2 separate regions of the Sus scrofa genome follow, and region 2 is linked to region 1. A link is a contact called in public HiChIP or PLAC-seq data. All regions are on one chromosome and are shown on one strand. The core of a region is the stretch at or near the end of the contact, and the rest is flanking DNA. Distances in the headings are between cores, read along the strand shown. Region 1 overlaps RAD9B (cell cycle checkpoint control protein RAD9B). Region 2 overlaps TCTN1 (tectonic-1).

Region 1 (5,735 bases), core at 2,268-4,767:
TCCTGTTGCATCACAGCAGGAGCTCCCTGGGCTCCCTTTTAATAAACACATTTATTGAGACAAAATTCACATTCCATAAAATTCACAGATTTAAAGTTGCTTGATTTGCATTTCCCTAAAGACTAATAATGATGTTGATCTTCTTTTCATGGGCTTGTTGGCCATTTGTATATGTTTTTTGGGAAAACGTCCATTTAAATCCTTTGCCTATTTTTTAGTTAGGTTATTTATCTTTTCTTTATAGCATTATAAGCTCTGGCCCATTTTTGAGATTGAGATATGGTTAGATTCTTAAATGAGATTCTTAGAATTTATGTAATGTTGGTGTTAACCTGATGCTAGACGTTAGATTAACAATGTTTCTTGGTGCCAAAATGTCAGGAACACCTACCAAATTAATCTGGGAACTTTTCCAGTGTTAAGAGAGAGGTGTTGTATAAGTTACCAAATAACCTGATAAAAAATGACAACAGGAATGTGCAATTCAAAAAGGAATAAAAATACAAATTGCTAATAAATATATGAAAAGATGCTTGGAGTCTACATCGTGGCTCAGTGGTTAATGATCCTAACTAGTATCCATGAGGACGTGGGTTCGATCCCTGGCTTCGTTCAGTGGGTTAAGGATCTCACATTGCTGTGAGCGGTGGTGTAGGCCAGCAGCTACAGCTCCAATTCGACCCCTAGCCTAAGAACCTCCAAATGCCTTGGGTGCAGCCCTAAAAACACCAAAAAAAAAAAAAAAAAAAAAAAAAAAAAAAAGATGCTTATACTCTCTGGTAATAAAATAAACCCGATAAAGAATAACCAATAATGCCATTTTCTGCCTATCAGTTTGGCAAATCATATCCTTTACCTGGAAGGATTCTCCTACACTTTTGGTGGGAATGTAAATTGGTACAAACTTTTCAGATAGCAATTTGGTAGTGAGTCCACACGCAAATTTAAATTTTTTTTTTTTTTTTTTGTCTTTTTAGCTATTTCTTGGGCCGCTCCCGCGGCATATGGAGGTTCCCAGGCTAGGGGTCGAATCGGAGCTGGAGCCACCGGCCTACGCCAGAGCCATAGCAACGCAAGATCCGAGCTGCGTCTGCAACCTACACCACAGCTCACGGCAACGCCAGATCCTTAACCCACTGAGCAAGGGCAGGGACCGAACCTGCAACCTCATGGTTCCTAGTCGGATTTATTAACCACTGCGCCACAACGGGAACTCTGCAAATTTAAAATTTGTATAAGCCTTTGACCCAGCAATTTCATTTTTAGAACTCCGTGTTAGGCAGCCTATAAAATGGCCCCTAATGATCCCCACTGCCTGGTATTCATACCCTTATATAATCCCCTGCCCCTAGAGTATGGTCTGCACTTACAGATTCTCATTTAATAAAGAAAAAGTGATGAAATGTCAATTCTGAGATTAGTTTTAAAAAAGACTATGGCTTCCATAATAGGATACTGCCCCTTCCCCCTCTCTCTCTCTCTCTCTCTCTCTCTCTCTCTCTCTCTCTCTCTCTCTCTCTCTCTCGCTACCCCCAACCCCTGGCCCAGATTACCAGTTGCTATGTTGTGAGGACAAATGAGGTAGCCTACAGAGAGGCCTACATGGTAAGGAAATGAGGGCTACAAGCAGCCATGGGAGAGAGCTTGGAAGCTGACCTTCTGAGGCCTTCCAACAGCCAGATCAGTGAGCCTGAGAGTGAATTTCCCCAAGTTCAGTCTTCAGATGAGACCACAGCCCTGGATGATGGCTTAACTTCAACCTCATGAGAAACCTTGGGCTAAAAGCACCCAGCTAAGCCACACTTATTATTTTGAAGTAATAAATGTCTGGTTATTTCTAAAGCTTTAAGCTATGGGACAATTTACTCCACAGAAACAGGAACTAATACACTATCCTATGCACTACTAACAGCATTGTTTGTGAGGGCAAAAAGCTGGAAACTACCAACTTTTCTACTAATAGGGTGATGGGTAACTAAATTACATTTCAGTCACACAATGAAAAATTATATAATCATTAAAAAGAATAAGATGGACACAGAAACTAAAAAAGCAAATTGCCAGACAAGAATAGTAGTAGGACATTTTCTTTTTAAAAAGTATGTATGTGTCTAGTATGTGATATAAATTTGAGAGAGAGGGAGAAAGAAAAAAAAAAGATATCCATAGCTACAGAGAGAGAGAAAGTTATAGAGAGACTGGCTATAAACAGAAAATGCAGAAGGATATATACCAACTTGTTATGAGGTGTTACTCTGTCAAGTAGGATATACACAGCAAGTAGATGAGAAAGACTTTCATTTTTCATTTTTGCACTCTTCCGCAAATTTTACGTATATTGCAAGGAACACACATACTTTCTCGTAATTTAAAAAACAATAAGGATAAAAGATCTTTTGGCTCACAAAGTAATTACTGTTAAATGTTTAATGCTACAGCTTAACTGAAAAATCGAGTACCTTTCACTGACAAATATGTTTCACTCCTTCTCTAGGAAAAAAAAAAACAGAAATAGGGATAAAAATCACTTCACATAAAAAATGTTAAAATATCCTTGGGCTATGTGTGTTAAGACTCAGAGAGAAGGCAGTATATTAATTCAAAATATTATTAGCTCATATATTTTTCTCTTAATGACTTAATGTAAAAAGCCACTGATGGGGTATTTCTAGAACTTTCTTGACCACTAAAGTATAATTTCTACCATTAGTCATTATTTACTATTATCTTTCTTAAGGCTTCCTCTTGATCCTGTAAGGTGATTTCTGTAAGTCCATTGTTAGGTTAAATATATATATATTTATATATATATTCATATGTCTTATATATATATATTCATGTATCTTATATATATATATTTAATGTTAGAAATACACACACACATACATATGACTGAGTTTAAAGTTCTAGAGCATTAATTCTTTACTCTGTGACCAGACTATATTCAGAAGAATAAAAATAAGCAAAAGAGAGCTCATTACCTTGGTTGAATCACTAGCATATTAGTACACATGTTCTTTTCAAAAATAACTTGCAAAGGCTGACTTTCTTGAAAACACACATTATGAATTCTTTTAATACCTTAAAAATAATAAGGAAATACATTAATAATTTCAAGTGCAAAATTAACAGATGTTTAAAAGGCTTTAAATTTCACAGCCATATAAAAATAGTAAAATTAAAGTAATATTCAATAGTTGGCAGGTACACATAGCTTACCAGAAGCACTATTCCTTAATGAATGTATTTATCGCTCCCTAGTGGACACCATGTAACATGTCACACCCTCTGACCAATCAGGTAGCAGAGCTCCCACTTCTTTTCAGGGAATTTCTTATATTGCGTGTAAAACAGTAAATACCCACTGCAGATCATATATGTATGATTCTCCTTCAGTATTTTTCATCCAAGACTGATATTTCTGGATGGAACCTCTGAAAGTAAAACCTGATCATTGGGTTCTTTTCCTCTGAGAGGAGGAAGAGAGGAGTGTGTAGCAACAACAGCTATGGCCCAATGTCCTGCAGTAGAAACTGCAGCACACATTGCACATGCAGTACCTCTGATCCTCACAATATCCCTGTGGAGTAGGTACTTAATATCAAAAGATGAAGCTATAGTTCTAGAGCTCTGTTAAGTGCTGTGCTATGCTGTTTTAACAAGTATGGCTAGATTTTGAATCTAAGTTTGTTTTTTCTCTTTTTTTTTAGCCATATTGGTGGCATGTTGAACCTGTGCCACAGCAGTGACCTGAGCTGCTGCAATGACAATGCTAAATCCTTAACCTGCTGCGCGCTACAAAGGAAATCCTCTCTCTCTTTTTTAAATTTTATGAATCTAAGTTGTATTTTGCTTTGTTTTGCTTTTTAGGGCCACACCTCTGGCATATGGAAGTTCCCAGGCTAGGGGTGGAATTGGAACTGCAGCTGCTGGCCTATGCCACAGCCACAGCAACTTGGGTCTGAGCCACATCTGTGACCTACACCACAGCTCAAGGCAACGCTGGATCCTTAACCCACTGATCGAGGCCAGGGATCAAACCCACAATCTCATGGATACTAGTTGGGTTCATAACCCTCTGAGCCACAACGGGAACTCCTCTGAATCTAAGTTTGAACATAAAGCCCATGAAATAAAATTCAGGTAGGCTATAACTTTCTACAGCATAATAATGTTACCATGAGAAGCAAAAGGATTCACTATAAATATTTCTCAACTTATTTTTAACTGAATTAATAAAAACAGCAACATTTATTATTTTCATAAATATTTACTGAGCACTTGCTGTGTACAAGGCTGATCAGCTGGCTTTTGCTGGATAACAAACCACATCAAAAATTTAGTGGTTCAAAATAACAAACATTTGTTATTTCTCACGATTGAGTGGCTCCTCTGGTGAAGGCTGGCTTAACTGTGGCTGGATCATTTTGAATGGCCTCACTTTCACATCTGGGGCCTCAAAGTTGGGACAACCGGAACAGCAGGATGGCTGGGGCCTTTCACCACCTGGTCTGCAATCTTCCAGGAGTCTACACTTTGCTGTGCTTATTTTCAGGCCGATGGAAACATTCTTAGTTTAAGAGTAGAAGCTGACATACTTTTCTTTTTTTTTCCTGCTTTTTAGGGACATACTTGGGGCATATGGAAGTTCCTGGGATAGGGGTCAAACTGGAGCTACAGTTGCCAGCCTATGCCACAGCCATAGCAACACTGGATCCGAGCCACATCTGTACCTATGCTGCAGCCTGCAGCAACACTGGATCCTTAACCTACTGAAAGAGGCCAGGGATCGAACCCTCATCCTCATGGATACTAGTCGGGTTCTTAACCTGCTGAGCTACAACAGGAACTACTGACAGGTCTCTGGAGGCCTAGGCTTGGAACCCACATAATATCACTTCTAATGCATTCTATTGATATCAAAGCAAGTCCAAGTCCAGCTGAGAGTTGGGGAAGTACTTCAGCTTTCAAAGGGAGGGCCTGCAAATAATTTATAAGTATTTTTCTGTAACCTACCATACAGGGACTACTTTTGGAGCTGTGGACTAGCGAAGAACAAATCAGACAAAAATCTCCAACCTCACAGAGCTTACATTCTAGTGAGGGGAGACAAACAATAAGAAAATAGGAAGTAGGGAGGCCCCCTGTGGCACAATAGGTTAAGGATCTGGTGTTGTCACTGCAGCACCAGGTTGCTGCTGTGACAGAGATTTGATCCCAGTCCTGGGAACTTCCACATGCTGCAGGTGTGGCCAAACAACAACAAAAACAAAAAACAGATTAAGTAAAGAGAATGCTTACTGTAGGCCAAACATTCTCTGATATAAACTGTACAAATGTTTTCTTAGATCAGTTACTCAAATTATGTTATTCAAATGTTTCTCAATGCCTTTAAATTCACTGTTTTGAGAGTTTAAAGTCATTAGCACATCTGCAGAATGCCTTTTTACAAAACCTCAAAACCTTGAAGTAGGAATCCTGTCCTTTTTTTTTTTTTTTGTCTTTTCTAGGGCCGTACCGTGGCACATGGAGGTTCCCAGGCTAGGAGTCTAATTGGAGCTGTAGCCACCGGCCTACACCACAGCTCACCTCAACGCCAGATCCTTAACCCACTGAGCGAAGCCAGGGATCAAATCTGAAACCTCATGGGTCCTAGCTGGATTCACGACGGGAGCCACGACGGGAACTCCAGCAATCCTGTCCTCTTGACATATGTCATTAATATAATGTATAAA
Region 2 (5,735 bases), core at 1,074-3,573, 110 kb before region 1:
TAGTACTGATGCCACATGGTGGACAGGGAGGCTGCCCCCACAGACAGTTCAAGCTTTGAATGGTAGAATAAAAGCATTTTTTTAGTGGTTGGAGGTATTTAAGAGCTGGTCTACTATATGGCTTTCAAACTGGGTCCCTAGGAGCCATAGGATTCCTCCAGAGGGACCAAACAGAAGATGGGGAGACTGCGCAGGTAGAGGGCTTCTGACCCCACCCCTGCTCCAACTAGGGCTTTGGATTCGATCCATGTTACACACCAGGGAAGGTTCTGCTTAAAGATGTACTGTAACTAAAATAAGTTTGACAGGAGTTCTCTTTCGGTGTAGCAGGTTAAGGATCCAGCATTGTCACTGCAGTGACTCGGATCACAGCTATGGTATGGGTTCAGTCTGTGGCCTGGGAACTACCACTTACCATAGGTGTGGCCAAAATTAAGTAATTAATTAAAAAATAAGTTTGGCAGCACTTTCGCACATCCAGGCCCACACACAGTAGTGTGAAATCCAAAGTCACAAGACTATTTCCTCCCAGATGGCTATCTCGAACATGTTTGTGACCAGAGACTTGATGAAATCAATCACAGCAGGGACTGCTATCTGCAGAGTACCATGTAACCGACGCCGCGCCAATCACCACCTGTGTGTCCTCTCACTGGAGCCTTACCTCAAGCCTCTGGGGCAGACACCTACCCCCACCTGCAACTGGGGAGACTGAAGTACATGTCACCCAATAATGGCAAAGCAGAGTTTGGAACCAAGGCTGAGGCTCCTCAGGCTTTGGAAGACAAGGACAAGGTCATGCATGGCCTTGGGCCTTCTTGGGGACTGTATTCACAGGCAGGCACAGGACGCAAACCCCAAAATAAGAGGTAAGATCCACCATCCTTCTGACATATCCACAAAGAGATGTGGCTTCCTGACCACAGCCCTAGAGAGCCCCTGGGCTGGGGCGTTAAGGCTTTGAATAGAACCTACCTGTGACCCAACCCTGGAAGCTACTCTGAGAGTGCTCACCTCCTACACGAGTGTGTACATTCACTGGGCAAAATGTTTCTATCTTCTACATGGACACATAGCATGCTGGGAGCTAGCCAGCTCTCCTGACAAGAAACTGAGACAATATCAAGGCACTCCCTAAAAGCACAGAACCTATCACACAGTACCTACCACACAGTCACTCAAGACAGCTAGGTCATTAAATATGAACAAGTGTGGACTACAAAACTAAGGGAATTTGAAAATATGACCCTTTTGTGATCATAAAAAGGTGGTCTATAAGGTGTTTCCCTATTTCATTTCTTCATGCTTTCTGGCAAATGTTTTTGTTACTGGCAAAAATGTACCCTTCTAATCATAATGTATTCATTTCAAAGGGCTCCAAAATAAGACAATTCCACTAAGAAGTACTCTTACCTTTGTTCCTGAACCAGGCACCTAGATAAAAAGAACAACAAATTTTGTTAAGTTCAACAAAAAGAAACATTTTTATTGCTTTTTTGGAGTGTGGGTTAAAGGGCATATTCACCATATTAAAGATTTCTCAAAGAGGAAAACAGAAATGTTCTTAATAAAGACTTGCCATCTATCTATATTTTTGTAATCTCCATCACAATGAAAGAGGTAACTTTATATTCTCCTTCCACATCCATTTCCTTCAGATTGGAAACTCACTAGACCAGTCTGGCAGGGCTCATCTCTGGAAGCCTCCATACCTCAGTGGACTTCAGTCATTATTCAGTATTTTCCATATGGTCATCACAGCACAGTAATGGAGACATGGCTCCCATCCTCCTGGTCACTTGCACTGGGCCTGTCCTCACCAGAAGGACACCACTGCCTGCCCAGCTCTGGTCCCCTAACTGCTCTTCCTGCCTCGAGGCCAAGCTCCTGGCTCCACAGTGCAGCTGGAGCTCTTATCCTGAAGGACTCGCTTTCCCTTCACTCCTGTCCCCACCTCCAACCACAAGACATCCTATTAGGCCACTGGGAGCTCTGGGAAGGGAGATGAGTAGACATGCCTGGGGCCCTGAGCTGAAAGAGAACTATGCCTGCACGCCTGAGGGATTGCTTCCAGGACAACTGTGAGAAGTCATAGCAGCTGGAAGAATTCACAGGCATAGATGGCTGACGGGGGGAGGAAAAGGTTAAACTTGATTCTGAAAACTGAAGCTCCAATGAATACAGGTGCCATGGACCCCCTACTCCCACACTCCCTACTGCAAAAGAAAGAAATCAGGAGGAGAGAGAGGCTTTCACAATCATCATATGGTCTTTAATCACAGTCAAATGTCTTCTCCCCCGTGACCCTCCACGTCATTCACTGAGTGGGTCAGCTTCCTCTCTCATCTATTCAGTTCAGGCTTCAGTCACTGCAAGCAGGAAGAAGGGGCCTTGTTCCCTTCTCCAGCACACCTATTTCCTGTCCTTTCCTGGGTGCTTATTTCATTTTCCAACCACAAAGAACTTTTTGGTGCTAATATGATCATTTCTGTGATAGTCATTAAAATGCTTTTATAATTCTAAAGTTTTTGGTTATTAATAAAGGTTTTTTAAATTCATGAGACAGACATTATTGGTTACCATCAAAATGACTGAAAGCAAAAAGAAAAAAATGAAAGCAAAATATGAGCTAACTATATAAAAATAAAAATTATTTTAAGTGATCATTTCAATATCTTTGGTATCAGTATTCTAAAGAACTGGAGAAGAAAAATTTGGAGTGTCAATCATGTACTGAACTGATTCTCTAGTTGTCATATTTTAAAAGGGTACAAAGAACAGAAAACAAATCTAATGAATCGGTTTCACTTCAAAATAATTCTTACCTTCAAAATTTTAGGGCTGCTGTAATAAGCCATGCTCAGGGTTTCTATTTCTTCACACTGTTCCAAATTTATCCTTCTGGTACACTTAACAGCTTGGTTAACCAGAAATGCTGGAAATCGTAACATTCCCAAGGAAAAAGGGAAAAAAATTTTCAACTGTCCAATGGTAACTGAAAAATTGTAATCTAAGTAAAACCGCAAAGTTATGACGCAAAACTTGCTTAAGATAGGGCTTAAGAAATTATTTTTCAAATATGTGATACATTCACATGACTCAAAATTCAAAAGGCACAAAAAGATACTGAGATAAGTCTCCCTCTGAACCCTGTCCCCAGCCCCCAGCAACTATCAGTTCCCTTCCCCAGAGACAATCAGCATGAACTTTCTCGTATCTTTCTGGAAATATCCTATGCAAATAAAGGTGTGTATATAAATATAATTTTAGTATTTCTGCCTCCTTTTGGAAACAAACACACAATATATATTCTGCCCTTTGTTGTTTTTTTTTCACTGAACAATTTATCTTAGAGTTCAGCCTACCTTAGTACATGAAGAGCTTCCTCCTCCTTTTTTAGGAATAATTAGTATTCTATTATAGACACACCATAATCTATTCAATCAGTTCCCCATGAATGGACACGTAAGCAGTCTCCAGCTTTGCTATCATACACAATGCTGTAGTTTATTGTTTTGTACGTGGGCCAGAGTTTCTGCAGGACCAGCTTCTAGAACAGCTAAGTCAAAGGGCATATTCATTTGCAATTTTGATACCTATTGCCAAAGTGGTATCAATACAGAGGCTAATCCAATTTTTAGTCCCACCAGCTATATAGACAAGTGACTATTTCTCCACAGCCTTAACATCCTTACACTTTGCCAATCCATTAGGTGGAAATGATATCTCAGTTGGTTTTAATTTACACTGTTCCTACTGTGTGAGCAAGGTTAAGCATCTTCTCAACAGAATGTATTCCTTCATGTGGCAAGTGTTGCTTCATTAGGCCACATGCTACCATCCATGGCATAGCAGGCTTCTGCACAGTGAGGCTGGCTAAGGACTGCAGAGCCATGCCTGTTGCCTTCCACTGCCAAGAGAGCTAATCCACGGATTCCATGATGCAACTGAAGGAGAAGTAGGATCCATGGGAGGCAGTTGCATGAGTTGCATCCCTGCTTCACTGCCACCCGAGTGAGCCTGAGCAAGAAACTGAATGTGGGAGTTCCTGCTATGGCTCAACAGGTTAAGAATCCAACTAGTAACCATGAGGATGCAGGTTCAATCTCTGACTTTGCTCAGTGGGTCAAGGATCCATCGTTGCTGAAAGCTGTGGCATAGGTCACAGACGCAATTCGGATCTGGTGTTTCTGTGGCTGTGGTGTAGGCCAGCAGCTGCAGCTCTGATTCAGTTCCTAGCCCAGCAACTTCCACATGCCACATGTGCAGCCCTAAAAAGAAAGAAAGAAAAAAAAAAAAGGAGTTCCCATTGTGACTCAATGGTTAATGAACCCAACCATTATCCATGAGGATGTGGGTTCGATCCCGGCCTTACTCAGTGGGTTAAGGATTCAGTGTTACCGTGAGCTATGGTGTAGGTTGCAGACGCAGCTCCAATCCTGCAATGCTGTGGCTGTGGCCAATGGCTACAGCTCTGATTGGACCCCTAGCCTGGGAAACTCCATATGCCATGGGTGCAGCCCTTAAAAAAAAAAAAAAAAAAAAAAAAAAAAAAGACAGAAAAAAGAAGAAACTGAACGTTTCTCGGTTTCCTCATCTAAAGAATGAAGATAATCCCCCTGCCCCCGAGAATCACTGTAAGGATCACATGGAAAAACACATGCCATCACTTAAGACAACACCCAGCATGCAGTAAGCGCTTAATCAATGTTAGCTACTGACAAACCTAAGCTCCAGTGAGGAAAGAACTTTCCAACAACTGGAATAGTTAAACAACTGAGTGGGCTGGTTGCAGGTAGTGAGTTCCCCATCATTACAAGTGCTCAACAGTGACTGCATGTGGTAGGAAAGATTCCAGCACTGGGTGAGAAACTATAAAATCTTTGAGGCCTCTTTCAACTCTAAGACTCTCTCTTTGTAGTTATGAAGCCCATTTAATTATGACTGCTATAAATTTATTTATTTATTTTGTCTTTTTGTCTTTTTAGGGCCACTCCCGCAGCATATTAGAGGTTTCCAGGCTAGGGGTCGAATCAGAGCTGTAGTCCCCGACCTACACCACAGCTACAGCAACACCAGAGCCGAGCCACGCCTTCGACCTACACCACAGCTCACGGCAGCGCCGGATCCTTAACGCACTGAGCAAGGCCACGGATTGAACCCATAACCCCATGGTTCCTAGTCAGATTCGTTTCCACTGCACCACGAGGGGAACTCCATATAATTAAGAGCAAGAGAAAGAGAAACTGCCATTCTCTTACCTGCAGGGTTATTATCGGTACACAGAGATGATGTAAGGGGTGAAGGAAACCTCAAAAATGAATCTGAAGTCTGCAGGTGCGCCCCATACTGCAAAGAGAACAACCGACAGTGTCAAGGTGCTACTCAGGCACCCGATCAACACTTACCAGACACCTGCTATGTGACAGGAAGCATTTCAGGCATCAGGAACACAGGGATGAACAAAACACAGATGTGGTCCCTGCCCACAGGGAGCTTACATCTAGCTGTCCTACCCTTTTTCTTCAAGGATGTATTTCTGCATGTGCATGCTGCTATATTTGCAGGCATTTCTATTGTAGGCTATTTTATTTCTAGTCCTCTGGAAAAGTATGTAAGAAGCTCACATAGGTACCAGCAAGGGGGAAACATGCCCTCTCCTTCACTGGAGCTGGGAGTACAAACTCCTGCAATCTTTCTGGAGGGCAATTAGTTGTCGGTATTTTAAATTTCCA

What was found. HiChIP or PLAC-seq counts read pairs in DNA pulled down with a chosen protein or histone mark.
Region 2: a contact with region 1 is called in an H3K27ac HiChIP or PLAC-seq map of alveolar macrophages. The contact joins two enhancer-like sites. A contact is called at or near these places in 1 of 5 promoter capture datasets (fetal liver) and 2 of 2 datasets of contacts at active chromatin or transcription factors (alveolar macrophages and skeletal muscle).

What each region holds. Positions count from the first base shown.
Region 1 is chr14:31,879,348-31,885,082 of Sscrofa11.1, reverse strand. It overlaps RAD9B (cell cycle checkpoint control protein RAD9B), which reads right to left. Exons shown (of 11, transcript XM_013982863.2): 5 at 2,982-3,081. Among named protein-coding and RNA genes, the nearest start is that of VPS29, 13 kb to the right of the region's middle. Within about 2 kb of position 3,517, at least 3 of the 83 cell types and tissues checked have an H3K27ac peak or open chromatin away from gene starts, as enhancers often do. A contact at or near this core is called in alveolar macrophages, where this site is marked.
Region 2 is chr14:31,991,454-31,997,188 of Sscrofa11.1, reverse strand. It overlaps TCTN1 (tectonic-1), which reads right to left. Exons shown (of 15, transcript XM_021074349.1): 5 at 5,262-5,349; 6 at 2,826-2,935; 7 at 1,414-1,434. Among named protein-coding and RNA genes, the nearest start is that of TCTN1, 40 kb to the right of the region's middle. Within about 2 kb of position 2,323, at least 3 of the 83 cell types and tissues checked have an H3K27ac peak or open chromatin away from gene starts, as enhancers often do. A contact at or near this core is called in alveolar macrophages, where this site is marked.